2 separate regions of the Capsicum annuum genome follow, and region 1 is linked to region 2. Evidence: chromatin contacts called from public Hi-C data. All regions are on one chromosome and are shown on one strand. The core of a region is the stretch at or near the end of the contact, and the rest is flanking DNA. Distances in the headings are between cores, read along the strand shown. Region 1 holds the start of LOC107869454 (cellulose synthase-like protein D3). Region 2 holds the start of LOC107869443 (40S ribosomal protein S30).

Region 1 (3,743 bases), core at 229-2,728, 390 kb after region 2:
AAAACTGTATATAATTGAGTTGGATGAATTTAGATACTTAGTCTTTTTCAATCTCAAATTTAATGTTCATAATAACCACTTTTTTAGGATTTTTTTTTGTCATTTTACTTATTTATCATATTTTAATTAATCATCAAATGTGATATAAAATTAGGGGATCTTTAAAAAATAGCTACACTTTACTGTAAAATACATCTTTTATACCCATATTTTACATAATTATTATTTATAGCCACTGTATTCAATTTACGTCCGTTGTATTCTGTTTTATCAATAGTCTATATTCATATAAAATATAAATACAATATGTATTTGTATAAAAATTTGAATTGTATTTATTTGTATCAATAAATACAAACAAGTATTTGTAGAAAGAAAATCAATCATTCCTTTCCAATAATTAAAAAATACAAATGACAGTTCACACAAATATTTGTATGTATAGTTCACATTTATATTTATTTTTTTATAGTTTGCACTTGTATTTGTATGTTATAGTTTCAATTTGTATTTATATTTTATAGTTCACACTTTTATTTGTGTTTATTAGTTTGCACAAATAAAAAGGAGAAAAATAGAAAAGGAAAAAATAATAAAAAAAGAAGAAGAAAAAAAGAAGAAAAAAATACAAAAAAGAAGGAGAGTAATAGATAATAGAGAAAAAATAAAAAAGAAGGAGAAAAAATAAAAAGGAAAAAAAGAAAAAAATGGAAAAAAAGAAAACGAAAAAGAAAAAAGAAAGAGAAAACAAAAAAATAAATAAAGAAAAAGACTGAAAAATGAATAAGGAAAAAAAGAAGAGAATGATAGAAAATAGAAAAAGAGAGAAAATATATGAGAGAGATTATGAATTATAACTAAGAATAATTAATAGATAAAAGAGGGTTATATTTGTTAAGTTATATAGTTATTCCATGAAGTCATGTTAAGATTTTATTTTCAGAACTTTTCATGTTAATGGTTTCAATTTGGGGTATCACGAGACTGAAAATTATTACGTTAATGGCCCCAATCAAGATTGAGAGACCAGAGGACTCAAAATCCTCATCTTAACGGTTTTGAGGACTGAGTGATAAGGCTTATTAGGAAAAAACACACACTAACAAATGAAATATATAAATTATGAAAATATGTGATGTATTGAATAAGATTATTTTTTTCTTAACTAGAGGTTTTATTTTTGAGATTTGTGTATAAAAAATTTTGGTAGGAAATGACTTTTTTAAATAGGCTTTACATGACACTAAGTTGAATTAGACGAGTATCAAATATTAGATGAGAAACTTAAAAAAAAAAAAACAGAAAAATAATATGTATTTTATATGAGAAAATAATAACAATAACAAAATAAGGAAGCCTGAAAAATCTTTATTTGGTAATAAAATATTTTATTTACTAAAAATAAGACCAATTGTAAAGTTTGTAAAATTATCCCTTTCACACAGGAAATAAATCAGTCGTAGCTGTAGCCGCGTATCAAGCGTGCTCAGACCGACCCCCTATATTTCCGTTAATTACTTTTTAACCCCCCCCCCCCCCCCCCCCCCCCTAATTCCACCCCCCACACCCCCACCCCCCAACCCCCACCCCCACAAAAAATATACTCTTTCTTCCCCACTGTCCCCTTTTGTAAGAAAATCAAACCCCCAACACTAAAAACCAAAATCTTCCATACCCAATTTCTTCAAAGTTCAAATGCACTTACTTTTGCTAGTATTAACCACACAGCAAAGTAGATAAGGTAAAAAAAAAAATACAAAAATATCATAAATTTTTTTCTTGAAATTTTCAAACAAAAAATACCAGAAATGGTAACTCATTTATTCAGATCTCTTAATTTTTTTTCTAAATTTTTTATATATTCACATTCTTTACCCCCTTTGTGTATTTGGGTGGGTCTCATTTTTTTTTTTTTTTTTTTTGCAATTTTCCTTTGCCTGCTACTGTAATCTGCAAAAAAAAAAAAAGGAGCTTTATTCAGGTTAATTTGTTATAAGTTATAAAGTTTGAATCTTTCTGAGCTGATGTTGTCTTTTTTTTCTTTTTTTACAAATTTTGAGGTTAGTAAGTATTAATTGCTTATTTTTTGATTTTTTTAAAAGGGGTGACAGAAGAAAGAGGGAGGAAAAATGGGTATTTGTTAGTTTGTCTTACGTAATAGAGATTTTTATTTATTTAATTTATAACCCTTTTGATTTAATTGGAGAAAGAAAGACTTAGTCTTACTTGTTAATATTTTGAAAGGGACCCCATGAAAGCTTTGTTACAGTTGTAATTTCAAATTTGTAGAGTGTATATGTTTGCAAGTAGTGTGTGTGTATTTTTTATTGGTATTATGTTTTGAATGTTTCTTACACGCCTTTAGGAGGCCGATTCTCCTGTATTTTTTAATAATGTTTTTTCCATAACTATGTTAATTGTCTTATAAGTATTGGGGCTACTAGTGGGGGGTTATATATCTATCTAGTTGTGCAACATTAGCATGATCTTGATGTATATAGGGAAGATTTGTATGTGAAAAGTGGGATCTTGATGTGTTCTTGGACTTACATTTTTTCCCACTTTGGTTCGGACCGTGCATAGCGGGAGCTTTAGTTACCAAGTGTTTCTTGAGTTTGCAATTTTTCCCCTTTGATTTTTTTGCACCTTGGTGTCTGGGAAAGCTTTCTGTGTGTTACTGGAAATGGTTTAGGAAAATTTTGATTTTTTGTTGTTGAGGTATTTCATCAAGATTTAGGTGATTTTTCTCTTCTGTGTCTACTTTGTTATATTTTGAATTGTTTTGATGCTTTCCACACAAAGTGACCAAGTGTTTTTGCTTAAAAAAGGTGTTGCTTTAACTGTTTTTAGTTGATAAAAAGAGAGAACTGGCTTTGGAGAAAGAGAAAGTGGCCAACTGGTCATGCTTTTGTTTGCTCAGCATTATTGACATGCTGGGAATCTCTAAAAGATTTTCATTTTCTAGTTGCAAAAAGACGTCAAAATATTTCAAATCCAGATATATTGTTTGCACTATCTTTTTTTAATTTTGGTCTGTGAACTTAGTGTTAACTAATTCTCTGGTTGCTTCTTTGCCCTTATGCAGTTTCAGGTTTTGTTGGTCAGTAAGTAATCTTTTAGCACAAATTTTAGCAGCATGACTTCAAGATCCTTCAAAGCTTCTGATTCCCAGCAGGGTAAGCCTCCTGGTGTTACTTTTGCAAGGAGGACCTCATCGGGTCGGTATGTGAACTTATCAAGGGAATCACTGGATAGTGAGATTAGTGGCATTGAATTTGCAAACTACACAGTGCATATCCCTCCGACCCCTGATAATCAACCTATGGATCCTTCAATTTCTCAGAGGGTTGAAGAGCAGTATGTGTCAAATTCGTTGTTTACCGGTGGTTATAACAGTGTGACTCGTGCTCACTTGATGGACAAGGTAATTGAATCCGAAACTAACCATCCTCAGATGGCTGGTGCCAAAGGTTCTTCTTGTGCTATACCGGGCTGTGATGGGAAAGTCATGAGTGATGAAAGGGGTGAAGATATTCTTCCTTGTGAGTGTGATTTTAAAATCTGCCGGGATTGTTACATTGATGCTGTCAAAACTGGTGATGGGATATGTCCTGGTTGTAAAGAGCCTTACAAGAACACTGATTTGGCTGAGAATGCTGTGGATCCTTCTGGACGTCCTCTGACTTTACCTTCAAACGTTAGCATGTCTAAAATGGAAAGGAGGTTGTCGTTGTTGCGATCAG
Region 2 (3,726 bases), core at 939-3,438:
TCTTTATGGTGACTCCAATGCTTAAAAATTTAAAAGAATATAACTAAGTTGAACAAATTGTACTTGCTTGACTCAAAACTCCAGCTGTATATGCTGTTTGTTCAAAATATAAGTGATATCTTCGATCCCCGTCTACAGCCTCAATTTAGTTTCGTATGACCGATCGAAATTCTCTACAATTTTGCTTTTTAAGTCATCTAAAATATGAAGGGAAGGAGAGGAGAGGAAAAACTAGGCAGATAAACTATGTTTCTCTCTTTGCTATTGATGCATCGTCGTGATGACTTCCTACAAATGTCTTTTCAGGGCACAGAGGATGATGTAGTTAATTGGCTACACGGTAATGGACTTTGGAAAATGGCGAGGGATCCATATGAGCCCTTATGGATCAAAGGAGGAGGCCACTGCAACTTGGAACTTTACCCGGATTACATCCGCCACCTTTGCAGGTTTATCCAAGAAATGGAGTGCATGACCACTGAAATCAGGCTAAGAAAGATTAAACAAACGTTACGTGTGCCAAAGAGATCAGATACGACCATTTCTACCAACTGCTGTTGTCAAGTTAAATGCAGACTACCTAATTGTCTAAATTGCTCAAAAGTGAGCTGCACGAACTGTTGCTATTGGCCAAAATGCCCTAAATGGAAGCCCAAATGCTTGGTGTGTTGGATGCCCGGCTGCCTCAAATGTTCCTGCATGTTGCCAAAATGTTCATGCGTGTGCCCAGAATGTTCATGTGCATGCCCAAGATGTTCGTGTACATGCCCAAAATGTTCGTGTGCATGTCCAAAGTGCTGTTGTTGGAGCGTAAACTGTTCGTGTTGGTGATTGTTAGCAGTGGGTGGGTATACGTAATTGGTTCAGTTGAAAGGCAATAGTTTTGTATAGTTTGCCCAAGTTGTTGATGGACCTCCAAAGATGTGTAGTAGCCTGGACAGTTTGACATGAAGTAGTTATTTAGGTGAAATCTAAACCTATAGAATTTTATTCTTTATCATTTCCACGACGCTGCTAAGTTATTGTATCTTCTATGTTAGTCCTGCTCAATGTACTCCATTCAATTAAGATCCTCAGTTCTTCCTCTTTGATGCTGAATTCATATCTCAAGTTATATCGTTAATGAACTTGGTGTTGCTAGTTTGGTCGTTACTGCTCTTATTCTACCGTCATGGCAAGGACATAAACTTATTTCTTAAGCAAGCAATTAAACAAAAGTCATATCCCTGTCCTATCACCTGGACCCAGTGTGTTTGTTATTGATGATGGATGCATTCAATCCCAACGCGAATTTACAATAGTCAAAATTCGTAAAGAGCTTTCACCCTTAAATGAGCCCACCTAACGCAAATTCAAATTAATCGGCCAACTACATACATGCAGTCATTACAATAAACAATATTGTATTCTTGAACATAATATATGTCCATATCATCTCTGGCAACATTGATCGCAAACTCTAATTTTTTTTAATATTCGATCAAGTATAAGAGTTTAATACATCTCGACTTATACATATAGAAAAAGACGAAAATTGCAAATATATCAGCAATAGTTATTGAGAATTTACAACCAAAAAAGAGTACTAAGAATACTCCCTGAGATCAAACATAACAAAAGCAAAAAAGGACCCTTAAGATGTTCTTATAGAATATAAGTAGCATAATACACTTCAAAAATATACTAACATATTTTATTATAAATATGTATGCTTACTTTTTTTTATCAAAATGTGATCTAATTTGAAAACATAACATAAACATACGCCTTAACTTATCATATTTACACAAATTTGCAATAAGTAATTACAAAAATCTTAACTAATTATATGTATCTTCGTTGGTGGATGTATCGAGAGCTAATTATATATTTCGAAAGACCCAAAATAAAAAAAAAAATAAAAAAATGTCGGGAGCTAATTATGTATCTTTACAAAGGAAAAAATGTATATTCGTTGGATGTATTATGTATCTCGACAAACCCAAAATCGAAAAAAACATATCGGGAGCTAATTATGTATCTTTACAAAAGAAAACATATATCTTCGTTGGATGTATTTGAATTTACTTATGTACCTCGAAAGACCTAAAATTGGATTTTCAGTAATTAAGTTTCATATTGTCGGAATTTTTGTTGTTTGCCCTAATTTCCAATTGGATTACATGTTTTGGGCCATGGTTTTGACTCTCTTTCACATGGCCCAACTGTGCTTCTCACCAAAGCCCAATACAGTTAAAAGCCTCGCCAGCCTCCTATAAATTCTATCTTAATTTTCCAGAAACCCTAACCTTTGCATTCAGAGCTTTACAACCGGCGCCGGCGACTCAGTAATCAGCCATGGGTAAGCTCCAGCAACTCTTGCATTCACTTTCAGTTTACTTTAAAAGAAGTTTTTCAATTATTGTTGAATGAGTATTGAATTATGGAATTTTGATTTGTGAATTGTAGGTAAGGTACACGGATCACTAGCTCGTGCTGGTAAGGTTAGAGGACAAACTCCAAAGGTTGCTAAGCAGGATAAGAAGAAGAAGCCTAGAGGGCGTGCTCACAAGCGTATGCAATACAATCGCAGATTCGTTACTGCTGGTAAGTTCATGTTTGCTGCAATAAATGAAGAATATATGTATACAGTAGTGGTAGTAGTTTTATTGATATATAGTACATACAAGCTGAAAATTGTTGTTTCTATTCCATCCATTTGCATTTGTAAATGTATATGGATTAGATTTCATCCTTTCCAGGATTACCGAAAGCTTAAAGGCATATTTGAGTGGTTGACTAACTGTAGGCATATTTGCAATGATGCTGAACCCAGTATTATTATTATTGATGCAGAGCATAAATTTGTGTTTAATATTTATTAAAGTTGCAATAAATACAAACTATATGAATCCTTAATCCATTACTCTAAAAATATAATTGTAATATTGAAATTTTTAAATTTAAATCTAGGGCCCGTCTCTGTGATAGAGTATATGTATGTGTGTATGAGTCTCTTTATTTATGATCCATTTACTCAGTATGCAATGTGGACCCATAGGCCATAATTTTTAAAATATAATGATAATGTTGTACTCGTTAGATTTAAATGGAGGCTCTGCCTATGCGCGCAGGATGTATGTGTGTGTAATCGCTTATTTATGATCGTTATACTGAAGAAACTGCTTCTGCATGGTGTATGAATGTTCTAGTGAAATTTTACCATATCTGGAACCTCCCGTATTGTTGTTAGTTTGGCTTCAGAATAATGGTATTTTTGCTAGTAAGCATTTTAGACGAGTTCAGGGATCGTGAGATGTTAGCATGGTATTGTGTTGTTTAATTTGGGTCTGTAGGCTCCTCTTTTCAGCTTTATATGATCTTACTTAACACAGTGATGCATTTCATTTTTATTAGTGAAACAAGTTGGATACTTGTGGTAAATATGTATGTTAATTGTTATTAACGATAAGTGTGGACAAATGATACTCGTAGATTAAATGTGCCCATGCACAAATTGCATATGGATAATGCACACTGAGAAGTGATATACTTGAGTATTGTATCATCTTTGTACTTGTATATGCTGGTGGATGAATGTTCCAGTGAAAATTTACAATATCTATTATCTCCCTGATATTGTTAGTTTTTTCCGCATCCGTGTTTCTGAGTAGTATTCTAGACTAGCTTTCTGATTCTCAGTTCTAAGCGGTTTAATCTGAGTTTTCCTATTTCTCTGCTCGTCAT

The links. Hi-C and Micro-C count contacts between places; a contact is called where the count stands out from the background.
Region 1: a Hi-C map of bud shows a contact between it and region 2, with 4 times the contacts expected there. The contact joins the promoter of LOC107869454 here to the promoter of LOC107869443 in region 2. A contact is called at or near these places in 2 of 5 Hi-C or Micro-C datasets (bud and leaf).

What each region holds. Positions count from the first base shown.
Region 1 is chr1:20,756,918-20,760,660 of UCD10Xv1.1, forward strand. LOC107869454 (cellulose synthase-like protein D3) reads left to right here and starts at 1,479. Exons shown (of 4, transcript XM_016716000.2): 1 at 1,479-1,741; 2 at 3,086-3,743. The coding sequence starts at 3,137.
Region 2 is chr1:20,361,214-20,364,939 of UCD10Xv1.1, forward strand. LOC107869443 (40S ribosomal protein S30) reads left to right here and starts at 2,189. Exons shown (of 3, transcript XM_016715982.2): 1 at 2,189-2,341; 2 at 2,449-2,586. The coding sequence starts at 2,338. It overlaps LOC107869431 (alpha/beta hydrolase domain-containing protein 17B), which reads left to right. Exons shown (of 5, transcript XM_016715974.2): 5 at 307-1,098. The coding sequence ends at 831.